Regions from separate parts of the Mus musculus genome. Here regions 1 and 3 are each linked to region 2. The links are chromatin contacts, called in public Micro-C maps. All regions are on one chromosome and are shown on one strand. The core of a region is the stretch at or near the end of the contact, and the rest is flanking DNA. Distances in the headings are between cores, read along the strand shown.

Region 1 (4,672 bases), core at 724-3,223, 1.1 Mb before region 2:
ATTGTGGTATCGATTTTTGAACCGATAGAAACGGAGGTCTGATATGAAAGTGAGCAGCAATTTGGGTGGGCATAGTGACTCATGCCTATAATCATGGCACTCAGGAGGCTGAGGCCAGAGAATCATAAATTCAAAGGCAACCACGTGGGATCCCACTGAAACACAGAAGGAGGGAGAGGGAGAACAGGTAAGAAAGTAGGGTGACAAAATAGAATTACATCGGAAGGAGCCCCTCCCCCCAAAATGTTTCAGATTCTTCCAGGACTCAGAGTACTAGGGCCCTGCCCGCGCCCAAACTGCCCCTCTAACTGTTCCAGGCCTGGATCACCCTACTGAGCCCTGGCTTTGGCGCCAATGGCCCCCTTTGTGGAAGTCCTGGCTCTCTTAGCATTCCAGATGGGAGCTCATTATTTAAATCTCAACTCAGAAGCCACTCCCACCTTGGACAAGCCACCAGGATTATATTCTTCACGGTCAGGTATCACTGTGAAAACTGTCTTGTATGCTCAAGCCCCACCAGAATACAAGCAGTCTTGACTGTTCACTACAGGGCTAGATCTAGAGTCAAAACCAGACCTAGCCTTTGCTGAATGTTTCCAGAATCCAGGAGTAAATGCAGGAGTGGAGTGGCCCTAACCGGTTATAACACAGGATCTTAAAACAGTGCTGAGCAACCCTGGGGACACTGAAGTACTGAAGGCCCAGGGGATCCAGGACTTCCTGGACCCAGGACTTGAAAGCCCAAGTGCCAGCGATCAAGCCGGTCCCAGAAAAACAGCAGCACGTGGCGTAGCCAGAGGCGCAGGCTGCGTGCAGGGGGAGGGGGCACCCTGTTCTGGGCACGGTCCCCGGCAGGCCGCTGGACTCCGCCCCCTCTCTTAGCCGGCCAGGCCTGCTGTTTATCCTCCCGGGGACACAGCGGCTGTAGGAACAACATGTAATTGATAACAAGCCGAGAGCCGGCCAAGGGCTAGCCATTGGGTCAGCGTGCAAATCACGGGGGTGGCGAATGGGGGCCGGTCTTCAAAATAAGAGTCTTCTCCCTGAGGAGTCCGAAGGCCCCAAAGTTACTGCCATTCTCGCACCTGTAGGGCGGCGGGGACTCCCCATGGTCGGGGGCAATATCTGAAGGACTCAGTCAAACATTTGAGATTTCACCTTCCCATACCGTGGTAGCAAACCTCCCCTGTGCCCTCCAGGGGAGAATGTTTCCAAGAGGGATGACCTGCCCCCTGCGGCTGCTACCCTCAGCGGTCCCTCCGGTAATGTTTGTTCAGAGGGGCCTGAGGACTCTGCGTGGGGATACGGAACATAAGCGCACGCTGCGGGTACGCGCAAATGGGTGTGAGTTTGTGTCGTGTGATTGCGTGTGCTGGGCGCAGTGCAGCCGTGCGGGTGTCCGCCAGGTGCCCGCGCGTGGGTGCCCACCCGTGGGTGTGAAGTACGTGGGAAGGAGGTGGCTCGGACTCTGGCGCACAGCTTCGGAGAGTACCTTACCCTCCGCCCAGTGACCCCCTTCGCGTCCCCTCTTAGGCCACCGCAACAGTGACCGACAGTAACCTCTCCGCCCCTTGGTCTCCAGGCCCCGCCATATGGGAGCGCAGGTCCAGGAGTGCCACGGACGCGCGTGGGCTCCGCGGGCAGAAGCTGCGCACACCGGATTTGCCCTTTGCAGGCCCGGCGCGCTCACGGGGGTCCCCGCATTTCCGGGGTCCCCTCATTTCCCGGGCCTCCGCGCGTGGTTCCTACAGCGCGCGCCAGGGGACGGCCCGTGATCCCCAAGGGAGGACCCACGCGGCCGCGGTACATCGCGCGTCTCCCACCTGGACTCCGCGTCGCCTGGCGCGGCCTCGCGCGTGCGGCCCGGCTCCGTATGCGGCCGCGCGTCCAGCGCTCCTGGCCGCAGCCCGCACTCCCTGCGGCCGAGCTGGGCGCTCGCCGCTCGCCGCTCTCCCCGCTCTCCGGCCGCTCACGTGACGCCGCGGGCGCCGCGAAGGCTCGCAGGAGGCTCGGCCTCGGGCGCGCGCCCCATTGGCTAGCGCCGCGCGTCACGCGCCCCCGCCCCGCCTCGGCCGCACCCTCCCGCTGCCCACGCGCTCTCCGGTCTCTTCGTGGATCTGCACTGGGTCCTCCGATGCGCACGTGAGACGGGTTCTAGAATCCACTGAAAGCCCGCAGAGTCCCGAAGTGCAGACCACGTGGGACCTCGGGAGCGGAATCGTCCCTGCAACCCCCTCCGCATTCCTAACAAGGCCCGATCTAGTAGGGACCGTGTCTAAAGGGACCAATTGTAAAAATACATCTGGTCTTTCCTCCAGCGGTCATGGTTACTCACGGGAATGGACGCTCACTGCGCTACCCTAGACTTCTGCGACTGACAAACTGCGGAGGTTTGCTGACCACCACCAGTGGCGGCACCTCCCCAAAGACTGCAGGGTGCTTCTGATCTGCAGAGGGAGTTCCAGATTGCAGTCCCAAGCCATCATAGACAGCTTTTGCACCGGTTTAATGAGGAAAGTGAAGCCCAAGAAAACACGTGAGCAGAGAGTGCTGGGTACCCTGCTGTGCACTTTAGCCTACACTGCCTGGCTTCAAACCCGGGCGGCGTGAAAAAACCCGCTGAGAGCGAGCGTGGGCCTTCTTAGCCAAGCAGATAGAGGGCCAGGCACAGCCAGGTCTGTCTTGTCTTTCCCCTGCTTCTTAATACCCAGGACATTTGGACAGACCTTCCTTCCTGGCGCTTCCTACCTGACACTGCGAGGTGGCCAGCCTTTCCCCTTGCTTCTCCAAGCCGTCCCTGTTGGGGCCAGGATTTTTAGCCAGATCCCTTAAATAAGGATCTGAGGATTCTCCAGGTGAGTGCCCATGATCCAGCAGTTAAACTGAGTCTTAGCCAGAGCACGGAAGGAGTCTGTGCTTAGCACAAGATGGTCATCAACGTTCTGATTGATCATAGGCCCAGTCTGAGTCTTCCCCAGTATTCTACAGCCAGTGAATAGCTAGCCAGGGCTAGCACGCAGAGCAGGTGGGGTTGGCTAGTCCATAAAGTTGATTGATCCTATCTTGTCAAGGGAGGGCAGGGTCAGGCTGGGCCAGCACACTTCTCCATAGCCCTGCCTACCCTGGGCTCTGCATTCCTCACACTCTGTCTGTCCAATGTCTCCCACCCCCAGGGAGAAGTGCAGTCAAAGATCAGAAGCTTGAAAGCAACAGTGTAGCTGAGCGGCCTCAGTCCACAGGGAAGATGCCCCAGCTGTCTAGAAGCCATGGCCAACCTAGGACATTCTGCCTAAACCTGAGTCACATTAGGCATCCTTGCTTCAGAACCTTCCCAGGGCTCCCAGCTCACTCACAGGAAGTATATATAACCCCATTCTCTCAGCCTTCCTCAGTCTCTTTTGGGTCCCTTTGTTCCATGACCTCTCTTTCTCAGGTTAACCTGCCAGGCGCAAGCTCAGGACCTTTGTACATGCTGTTTGTCTGAGTATGATTCCCTTCCCAACATTCCCATGGCTCCCTCCTTCACTCAAGTGGCATCTTCAAGGGAGCCTGCATTTGCCCCCTGCTCCCTGCTGCATCCCCCACCCCCCATTTTCCTATCCAGTTTAACAGTTCTGGAGACTTACTATTTTCTAATGTATTAGAAGTTTTTATTTTATTCTGTAAACTCTTGTCTCCTACGGAGAATGTAAGTGGCATAGCAGAAATTTCTATGTGTTCCCAGCCCAGGACTAGAATTTGCATCCCCAGCATCATGTAAAGGTCAGGTAGGTCTTGAAGCTGTCTGTAATTTTAGGACACAGAGGGCAGAGGAGGCAGGATTCCTAGAGCAAGCTGCCCGCTGGACCAGCTGAAATCTGTGAGCTCTGGGTTTGGCAAGAGACCCTGCCTTGATGAATTTAGTGGAGAGAGGTGGGAAGAGTCACCAAATCTTAGCTTCAGGCTTCCACATGCATATATCCACATATGATGTGTGCCCACATATACAAACATGCATGCTCACACCACACACAGAGAAAAGAATTAAATAGGCTTCCAGGGACTTACCCCCTAAACAGGAGATAGTTGGTTCCTGGGGAAATCAGAACAATTTTCTTGTAAGAAGCATAAAAACTCCCACAGAACCTTCCAGAGTTTGCCTTCATGTCTGCTGTGCTCCCTCTCTGCTTCACCAGCAAGGTCTGATCATCCATGCATTCTCAGACAGCAGTCATATAAATCCTAAGCCAGCTTTAGCTCCCACCATAGCCTAGATACCTCTGCATGTGCATCACACTCCAGGGCCAGGATCAGCCTCAGTGCAAGGCATTCCTGTTGACTGAGGGAAGAGGGCACTCGATCCTGACCACCTGAAGGCTCCCATGAGCAGCAACACACTCATTTCCCACCATCTAGACAGAAAAACAACCCAGTGTAGCAGGAAGGACTTATGCACTGTTTTTCAGTCATAGCTAGGCACCAGGGCATCCGACTTGCAAGGCAGACTCTCCCTTGTGCTACATTTCCACTCTTACTAAAGAGGAGGAAAAGAAAACCAGGTGGTAGGTGTAAGCTCTTTGATGCACAAGTGGCTAGGCCTGGACCCCAAGACGTCTCTAACGCTGGTGGCTGGCATTTCCAGTCCCTTGAGGTAGGAAGAGAGGCCAAGCCCCACCCTATATAATAAAAATGC
Region 2 (4,224 bases), core at 82-2,581:
ACCTCTGGGCCAGACTCCAGGCTCTGCCACCAACCAGCGAGGGAGCTTGGGCAGGTCACAGGGCCTGCGCAGTCTGTCTACCCGGTTTGTACAGCACAGCAGAGATTTGTACATTCAGTATGTAGTGCCTGTGGAGTCCGACGGTAAGTGTAACTGTGGAAGAAGGGTCTCACCGCCATTCAGAAGCAAAAAGAACCAGCACCAACTTTCAGCCTGGCAAAATCAAACCATTACCTTTCCCACTGTTGCTGACACTTCTCCATCACGTGGAGGGGTGGGGTTTCACTTGGGGGAAAACCAAGTTTGCATCGTCTGTTGAAGCTAAAGACCAAGGTCTAGAGCAGGGGGCTCCAGTCCAGTAGCAGAAGAGAGGGTTAACTATCCAGAATAGCCTGTGCCACACAGTGAGAGCAAAGACTGACCACAGGACCCTGCATTCCTATCAGAGAGGAAGGCGGGACACCATTTCTATAGCATCCTCAAACAAGCTACACAAAAGAATATGTCATTCAGGGAGACAAAATGTAAACGGTCACACCCAAAGAAAAACCAGGCAAGGATGAGCACAGGGAAAGAGGGTGATGACTGCTTGGGAGACGAGTACGGACAATGGTCCTTACCGAATGAGCTGCACTGGGTCCCCCAGGCTGTGCCCAGTCAGCCTTCGCCCCTCCCACGACCACCTTTTCTGACTGCTCTGTTCTGTTCTGCGCACAGCTGCCTGCTTTGGTCTGGATGCCTTGCACTGGGTGACCTTATTGAGAAAGGTTCTCTACCCGACCGAGACCTGGCGCAATCCAGCTCTGCAGGCCAGCCCCGCGCCCGCGATCGACCCGGCGAGGTCTCTATCCTGCTGGGGTAGTTCTAACACGCCCCGCTGCAGGACCGCGTACCGGACAGGACAGTCGTCCTCTGAGCTTAGGCATCCCGGCACGCGCCACCTCCTGGGGCCTGCGGGGTGCAGTGCCGGTCCCACCTAAGCGATCGTTGCGCAGGCAGAGATGAGCAATAGGACCAGGGCAAGTGCTTCCTCCGGACTCAGTTTACCCTTCCGTGCACGAAAGCTGTACTTCCAGCCTGTGCTCCTTAAAGAGTGCATCGACTCCTGGGACCACCCGGACCACCTCACCCACCCCCACCCCAGTCCAGAGTTTTAAGGCTGAGGTGGCCATCGCCCTTTGAAGGCAAGCGGTGGGGCCCGCCGCGCGCGCTCTCGCCGCGGGGCCGAGCGCCCCCTGCAGGCCATCGCGGGTCCCGCCCCGCCCCCGCCCCCGCCCCCGGCCCCGCCCCCCGGCTTCGGCCGGCGCATGCGCGCGGCACGGCGCTCCGCGGGGCGGCGAGAGCGAGGCCGGTCCGCAGCCGCGCGGAGCTCAGCGCCCCATTCATGCTGGGCAGCGGCGACGCAGCCACGCAGCGGAGCGGAGCCCGGGCGCGGCGGCCTCGGCCTGGGCGGCCTGCGCGGCGTGGGCGGCCCCGCAGAGGGGCGAGCGGCGGGGCGCAACGATGGCCAGCGGCGGGACGCGCCCGGGGTTGGCGGGTGAGTCGGGGCGCAACTTTCCCCGCGGGCGGCGGGAGGCTCGTCGCGGCCCGGGGTCCCGAGTGGCCGGGGGGCGCTGGCGGCGGCCAGGGGGGTGTGCGCGGGGACTGCGGCGCGCGTGTCCGCGGCTGGCGTGTCCTGCGGTTCCGGCCGGGCGCCCGCGTGTGTCCGGGCGCGGTCTCCGCTATGGGCTGCCGCGTCCCGGCGGGTCGCAGCACGTCCGGGGCCCTACGATCCGGGGGGGCGCAATGTCTGTGGCCGCAGTCGCGGTCCCTTCCTCCAGGCAGGAGAGAAAGTTTGCAGTGGCCCCGCGGGAAGGGCCCTGCGGGTGCCCATGTCGGCCCGTGTTGCGCCGGGTCGGACCGGGCCGCGGGTGGGGACGTGGGCCGCAGGCGAGCGCCGCGCTGGGCAGGCCCGGGCAGGGCCGCGGGATTCGGGGCAGGTCCCTGGCTGCGCCTCGGGCCGGCCTGAGGCAGTGGGGTGGAAGTTGCAAGGCTTCGTGGGGACCCCCGCCCCCTCCGGCTCCGGCGCGCGAGTGGGCGCCGCAGCCAGCCCAGGCCCGCAGGCCCTCCACCCGGCTGCAAGGGGCGGTGCGGTGCCACCGGAGAGGACGCCGGCTCGGGCCTCCTCGGCCTCCCCCTGCGCAGGGCCTCCACGGGTCATTCCTTCCCCGGAGGATTCCCCTCTTGCTTCCTGGACGGTCCCAGGCCTGGTGTACGGCGAGGACGGCGGCGGTGATGGGCTGACTCTGGCTGCTGTAGGGAAGGGCGAGTGTAGATTCCTGGGAGGCCCCCTCTGCCTGCAGAGATCCCAGGTGCTGCCCTGGAAGGATACAAGAGGGCTTCAGAGAGGCTACTAGGTGGCCGGAGCCCTCTCAGTCTCATCGGTGGGGTGCTGGGGCCACGCCCCTTGAAAGAAAGGGGTGTGTTGGGGGGGGATGGGAACGAACTGAGCCTCTGCCCCTCTGCCAGGCTCCTACCTCTGGCTCTGGCTCCTGGTGCTACCTACCTCTTCCAGCAGGTGCTGCGGGTCTTCAGTCCCATCAGGGTGGTGCTATCCTGTGCTTCTCCAGCCCTCCTAGAGCACCCCCAGTTTTCCAGCTCCATTGCTTGTTGGGGGTGAGCAGGAGGAGGTAGTGCTGCATTAGGCTGGCCAAGAGTCTGCTGGGTCGGGGAAGCACTCAGCCAGTGCCCTAGGCAGAGGTGCAAAACAGGGACTCTGCTTCAGGGCTAGGCTGTCAGGCAGAGGGGAGGTGGCAGCTTGGAGCCCACCGAAGGTGTCTAAAGGCACAGAGGACAGCATGGGTGGAGGCTTGGGGTGTGTGGTCAGTGTTGGCTGAGGAATGTGTTCTTGGGTTTGGAACCAGACAAGATGTGGTGGACAAAGCCACATCTCTTGGAGCACCTGGACCGGGAGTGTGGGACCCCAGGGGAGACTAGAAGCTTGCACCCTTTCTGGAGAGCACGACTCCAGGGCCTCCATGTAGAGAGTAGACCGTTGGAGACCAACTCCTATGACCTCCCACAGGGTGGGGCAGGGTGACAAGGCAGGGAGATCCTTCTCTTGCCGCTGATGGGGAACCACTAGGTGAGATGTCAGTAAGACCGGCCTGTCCACAACCATAAGGCTCCAGAGCAGCAGGGCACAGGGAGCAAGCTGTCCTCCTGTGAGGGTTTTGAGGGCTTTGTTTCTGAGCAAGAACCATAGTGTTACTCAGAGTTGGGAGAGAGCAGAGTACCAGCTCTCTGCAGTCCACTGGAGGCCTGCTCCAGCGTGGCCCCTGGCAGAGTCCCCGCCGCATCTGCAAGCCCAGCTTCTCTCTCCTGGTCCCTGCTGCACACACCCAGCACCACCATGGCCCTCCTGTTTGACTTCTCACTTGTCCGTCCGGATCAGGGAGCTATGGCCGTTTGTAGTGCTCCCATCTGCGTGTCCAGCAGGTCCATGCCGACCCCCACCCCACCAGCATCCAGTGGACCTGGTTGTTGTAGAGCAGGTGGAAAGGCACCACCTGGGAGTTTCTGTAGGCTACAGTGGCCAGGCAGCTCGCAGAACCCAGAGTTTGTCTGTTCCCCTCCCCTAGCCTAGCTCAGCAGGCAGTATCAGACCATGCTTCTCAGGGGAACATTGTTTTCTGCGGGACCCTGTGCTGCCAGGGTCTCCACAGCAGCTCTGCTTCCTTTCTGTCAGGGCTGGCTGTGTGACCTTGGATCTGTCTGGATCCTGAGTCTTTGTATCTGGGGAACGTAGCCCAGGCGTCTTTGCTAGTCTTTGTGCCATGGTAGGTGTAGGCTTGGGATCCCCTTCTTTCCTGGACGGCAGCCCTGTACCCCCGGGCCAATCCCTTCCCAGCAGCTTCTGTTGGGAGGCGGGGGAGTGGGCCCAGGGCCAGGCTGGGGTTTGGATGGTGGCTTCTTCAGCCAGGTCCCTCCTGTTTAATATAAAAAGTAGGGCCCGTAATTGCATTAAGACGTGTATAATTATCCCGGAGGAGGGGAGAGCCCAGCCCCTGGTAATTGCAGGCCTGCTTTGAACTGATAAACGGTGAGTGATTCATGTTTTCTTTAGAGTTCACATAGACTCAGTGCTCAGCCCAGGCCCGTTTTGTCTGCAAGCAACCTGCTCTCTAGTCTGCTTTGGTTTTGAGGGTGGGAGGCCGATGGTGTGCTCCCCTTCTGGCTGCCTGT
Region 3 (4,846 bases), core at 1,508-4,007, 1.2 Mb after region 2:
TGCAAGCAGGCCTTGGGAATTTTGCTTTGGGGAAATCTCCAAGGAGATCTGGAGCCGCTGCAATCCTAAAACTGGACTAGCAGAGTTGGAGAACCAGATTCCTCTAGGGCCTAGATCTCTGCAGTGCCCACGGCATGCACACACGCTCACAGACACACGTACACATAAGTACACACTGACTCCTTCCCTCACCTACAGCCTCCATTCTCCCCCACGCCCAGTCACGAGGCTGCTCGGTCTCAGCTGAACGTTTGGGGAGGGAGACAGGGAACCTCATTCTGTGTTTTAGCTGATACTTGTCAACCTTGGAGAGGAGGCCATGAGGAGGGGTGCGGAGAGGAGCTGAACATGGGGGTTCCTAGGAGCACTTAACGGCAGGATGAAAGTTTTAGGGGTTTCTTCCTCCCCACAGGGAACTTCAAATGCCTGTGGACTATCAGAGATGACCACCACCCATTCTTAAATCAGGCGCCCTAGCATGGCCCCTCTATCAGACCACGGACCCCTTTTACAGAGGCACACCACACCCACAGGCCCTGAAGTCCCACACCTGCCTTTACCTGAGCAGGAGCGAGCCTTGCTTCTCTGCTTAGGGGTGAAGCTGGAGGCGGGGCCACCCAGGAAGCCTCCTGGATGGAAGAGACTGCTGCCATAGTCATGAGCTGCGGCGGGCACATAGGAGGGATAGGTGGGTATCGGGTGGTGTGTTGCAGGCTGGGTGCCCATGGTAGCTAGGCCCGGGCGCAGGGGACTGCCGCCTTCCATCTTCATGCTCTCGGAGAGTGACACTTGGTACTTGACGCCATCCTTGTCCTCACCCCGGGCTACACTACCCCCTGCAGAAGAAGAGGCCGGGGAAGCAGCTCCTGTTGTGCTGGGGTCTGGAGACACTTCTTTGGGTGGCGTGGGTGGGAAGCCGAAGAGATGGGAGCCCGAGTGGGCTGCAGTGGGGGTGAGGGAGGCCACGGAGCTCCCACTGCCTCCCCCGCTCCCACCCGCAGCCCCTGGGTAAACAGACAGAGGCCCTCCGGGTGCTCCAGCAGCTGAGGGGTGCAGCGGGGTCTTGGAGAACGGGCTGACGGTCCAGGGACTGTGGTGATGGGCAGCGGCGGCAGAGAGAGCTGCTTTGCCCCCGTCCAGCCACGGCAAGCCTGGGCTGTGCAACAAGTGTGGTCGGCACATCTGGCCTCCGGTGAGACGGGCTGTGCAGAGGGAAAGGGGGTGAGGATGACCAGGGGCTTCAGAGCCATGACCCGGGCACACAGGATCACAACTCAGCGAACTACCATCAGCAGCCCCACCCTTTAAAACATCAGAAACGTAACACCTCAGCCTGTAATCATCAGCAATGTCAGTGAAAGGCCGAAGGACAAGTGACACAGCAGCCCCACCGGACAGGGCCCAGAAGGATTCCCCCACCCCCACCCCCGCCAAGACACTTGGAAATGGACCGAAACCCTACAGGTCCCAGACCCTCCCTAAGAAGTCCCTGCCTCCATCTTCTTAGGCCCGATTTCGCAGCTGCTCAGATTCCTGTGGATCCCACATCCGGGAAGCAGCAACAGGCCGTCCCCCCTCCAAGGCCTGGCCCGGGCGCCAGGCTTCCAGAAACCTCGGGGGCCAAAGCTCACCATGCGCCGGGCTGTAGGAAACGCGCGCGCGCGCGTGGGCCGGGTTGGCGTAGTAAGGGTTGCCCTGCGAGTCGAGATGGTTGAAGAAGACATCCACCTCGTCGGGAGGCAGCAGCTGTGCTGGCTCCATGTAGTTATGCGCCAGGCCCGGATGGTGCGAGTCGGGGTGCTGCGCATTCAATACGGCGGGGTGCGCCATCCAGCGAGGCTGCTCAGGCGCCACCTCCATGGTCCACTACTGTGTCTTGGGAACCAGGCGAAGGTGGGGCGGCCCTGGATAACAGAGGGAATGTGAAGGACACTGCCGCCTTCTGACACCCCCATTCCCAAAGTCTGTGTCTTGAGAGCAAAGACGTTCCATCGGAGCTTCACTGAGGACCAGTCCCGGGTGGAAGGAAAGCGCAAGGTTTAAAACGAAAGGAAGGTGAAGGAAGGGGTTCAGCCTCATACACTTGCAGGGAAACTCGCGTTCCCACAGACGCAACTCCACATACACGAGGTCACACACACGGATAGGTCCTGACATCGGTGACCCCCCCAAAACGCACGCGGAACTGAAATCAGGTTCTCACACCGTGCCCCTGTCCTCTGGGCACACAAACACATAAACTCTGACTAAAAGTTAGAGACAGTTGCCTAGACATCCACTCTGGGGCACACGCTCTCCCACGCCCCCGTAACACTTTGACAATATATACACAAACTAACCCCCAACACCCCGGGCCACCCCAAAAAACGCACCCGCAGTTCCTGGGGCTGCGAGCCGGTCCCCAATGCACTCTCTAGCAGTCAGCCAACCTCTCCCCAAAGCATAAGAACGTAATCGCCCACAGGAGATCCTGGTCTGAGCTCCACAGAGATCCCTCCAACCTAGGAATGTCCACAAGCCCCCTGAACCTCAAACTTACACTCGCAGCGGCGCGGGAAGGGGAGGGCTCAGCAGTAGAGAGTAAGAGACACCAGGAGAGCCCGGGTACGGCGGGCCCAGCGACAGCGCGTTCCAGGGCCGGCGGATTCACGGGATAGGGGTGGGGGACAGCGCGCGTCTCGGCCTCCGGCCCGCCCGGCTCCGGCCCCTCTGCATCCTCCGGCCGCCCTGGCGCCAGCTGCCGACTCCTGCACAGACGTGAAGCGGGGGCCGCGCACGCCTATGAAGCCGGCGCCAGCCAATCAGCGCCGCGCGCCGCCCAGCCTCCGCCCCCCCATTGGCTGCTCCCGCCGCTTTGGCCGCTGGACTTCGGGAATGACCCGCAAGCTGGCCTCCTAGGCTGCCTGGCCCCCTACCAGCGCCCTCTCTGCGGCCTCTGATGCCAACGCCCCCCCCCCCCAGGGGACCTTCGCCGTGGGCAGACCCTGCACCCCTCCGGCAGACGCTCAGGTCTTCCAACCTCTGCCCTCCCAGCAACTAGGCACGAATAGGGTCCCTGACTTCCCAGGAGCCGAGACGTGCACCTTCTGGGTATCTCTCTGCTGGGACCACAGCTTTCTACTCTCGGGCGGAGCCCCACCTCCACTGCTACGGACGACGGCCAGCCCAAATCCAACTGACTCCCCAAACTCTCTGTCCTTCTATCAGGGATAGCTGTGCAAGAGGCTGGTAGGATCCGCTGGACAACATGAGTCTAGGGATTGTGGACTTCTCTAGGGCACCCGAACTTTGAGCACTAAGACACTTGAGGCTGTGCTAGACCAATAATGGTCGCGGTCAAGCCAGTGGCCCAGGGAGGGGGAAGGGCTCCGGGCGGGGCCTTAGTAGACCACCAGGCTGAACTGCCTGGGGCGAGGCCGTGGAGCGGGAAACTGGCGCCAGAGTCGGCTGAAGGGAGACTCCCGGGGTATTAACCATATATATTTTTTCTTTCTAAGGGTCCCCGAGACGGTCTTTAGGGAGAGGGAAGCAATGTTGTGAGCACTTTTTCCCCAAAGTCACCTGGAGTTTTTCTCCACAACACCTCCATTCTGGAGAGACAAGTGAGTTCAGTGGCGAGTATACAAACCTAGCTCCCTCCCTGGCTATAGATGGGAGACCTAAACTCCAAGAGTCCAGAAAGAAGCTTGTGAGTCCAAGACTTTTAGGGGAATCTAGACAGGTGCGATGGATTGGCCAAGCTTGGAGCCCTCCACATAGCTCCTCTATCTTTGCAGGGACCGAAACCCCTAAAGAATAATTCCAGAGGAGTCCCAGGTTGGTCCCGAGCTGGGGAAAGGCTGGGGTCCCCGCCGCCCCCAAGGATGGGGGAGGGGCGGCAGGATTGACAGTCCGTAATTGGGTAACTGGAGGCGGCTTCTCCGGCCCGGCGGCCCCGCCACCGCGACGCCGGGCCCCTGACGTCACCCGATTCGCCAGGAAATGAACTTTTTAATAATCCAAGGAGGGTGGAAAGCCCTCGGTCCCCTCGGCTCGGGGGGCGCCCAGCCAGGAGGGCTCAGCTTCTCGGGCGCGCCCCCGTCACCCCCTCCCAGGTCCTCTGCGGACAGCGCTGAGGGGGCGCGCGCACGGCAGGGCCTCCTCTGGCCTCTGCGGCTGGCGTCCATCTGTCTGTCCGAGGCCCTGGAACAGGTAAAGGCCTGGGGCCCGGGGTGCAGAACTCCACTGGACCGGAAACCCGCGCCTCTTGCTCCCTGGCGCGGGGGGGGGGGGGTCCTGCTGTCCGCTGTATTCCCCGCGCCTCTGTGCTCCAGAGCCATCAGGGGCCCAGGAGGCTCGGGAGTCCGCGCCCAGCCGAGGCGGGAGGTCTAGCAAGAGGGATCCAGGGGCTAGAGGGGCGCGAGACCGCAGTGCCTCGGGGTCGGCTGGGCAGGTGGGTGGTCTCAGTGCCAGCCAGATTCGCGCTCCCACTGCGCGGTTCACTTAGGACCCGCTTTCGGGAAGGCTTTCTCGGCTTCTCCCAGCCTTTAGCCCATGATTCTCCATTAACGAGCAAGGCGAAATCGTCGTGGAGTTTCCAGATTGTTCTATGTCCCTGGAACCTAGCAGGAGATTCTAAAGGCCTCTCAAAGCCGGCGATAACCCCATTTTCGACAACGGTACCCCATGCGGCCGAATTCCATGGCCCTGCAGAGTTCTAGGAGGAGAACGCGGTGCGCAGAGGAAACTGCCCTGACCGAGTCGGCGCGGCGGCTGTCAAGGCGGGGGTCTCCGAGCAGATACCCTCCCCCTCGCCCGGAGCAGGTAATTTCCCTCTTTTCTCCCAAAGTCGCAATTAAAATTATCT

The links. A called contact is a pair of places that touch in the nucleus more often than the background predicts.
Region 1: a contact with region 2 is called in a Micro-C map of embryonic stem cells, with 5 times the contacts expected there. The contact joins the promoter of Klf15 here to the promoter of Plxna1 in region 2. A contact is called at or near these places in 1 of 39 promoter capture datasets (stem cell-derived epiblast-like cells), 1 of 484 Hi-C or Micro-C datasets (embryonic stem cells), 1 of 115 datasets of contacts at active chromatin or transcription factors (astrocytes) and 1 of 9 other capture datasets (embryonic stem cells).
Region 3: a Micro-C map of embryonic stem cells shows a contact between it and region 2, with 2.7 times the contacts expected there. The contact joins the promoter of Gata2 here to the promoter of Plxna1 in region 2. A contact is called at or near these places in 1 of 484 Hi-C or Micro-C datasets (embryonic stem cells) and 1 of 115 datasets of contacts at active chromatin or transcription factors (pancreatic cancer cells).

The regions. Positions count from the first base shown.
Region 1 is chr6:90,459,877-90,464,548 of GRCm38.p6, reverse strand. Klf15 (Kruppel-like factor 15) reads right to left here and starts at 1,973. Exons shown (of 3, transcript NM_023184.4): 1 at 1,824-1,973.
Region 2 is chr6:89,359,720-89,363,943 of GRCm38.p6, reverse strand. Plxna1 (plexin A1) reads left to right here and starts at 1,331. Exons shown (of 32, transcript NM_008881.2): 1 at 1,331-1,537. Gm40415 reads right to left here and starts at 2,589. Exons shown (of 2, transcript XM_017321867.2): 1 at 2,546-2,589; 2 at 1,353-2,359. The coding sequence starts at 2,200. The coding sequence ends at 1,766.
Region 3 is chr6:88,196,575-88,201,420 of GRCm38.p6, reverse strand. Gata2 (GATA binding protein 2) reads right to left here and starts at 2,757. Exons shown (of 6, transcript NM_008090.5): 1 at 2,540-2,757; 2 at 1,632-1,904; 3 at 561-1,202. The coding sequence starts at 1,860. Gm38708 (a long non-coding RNA gene) reads left to right here and starts at 4,038. Exons shown (of 4, transcript XR_001785312.2): 1 at 4,038-4,803.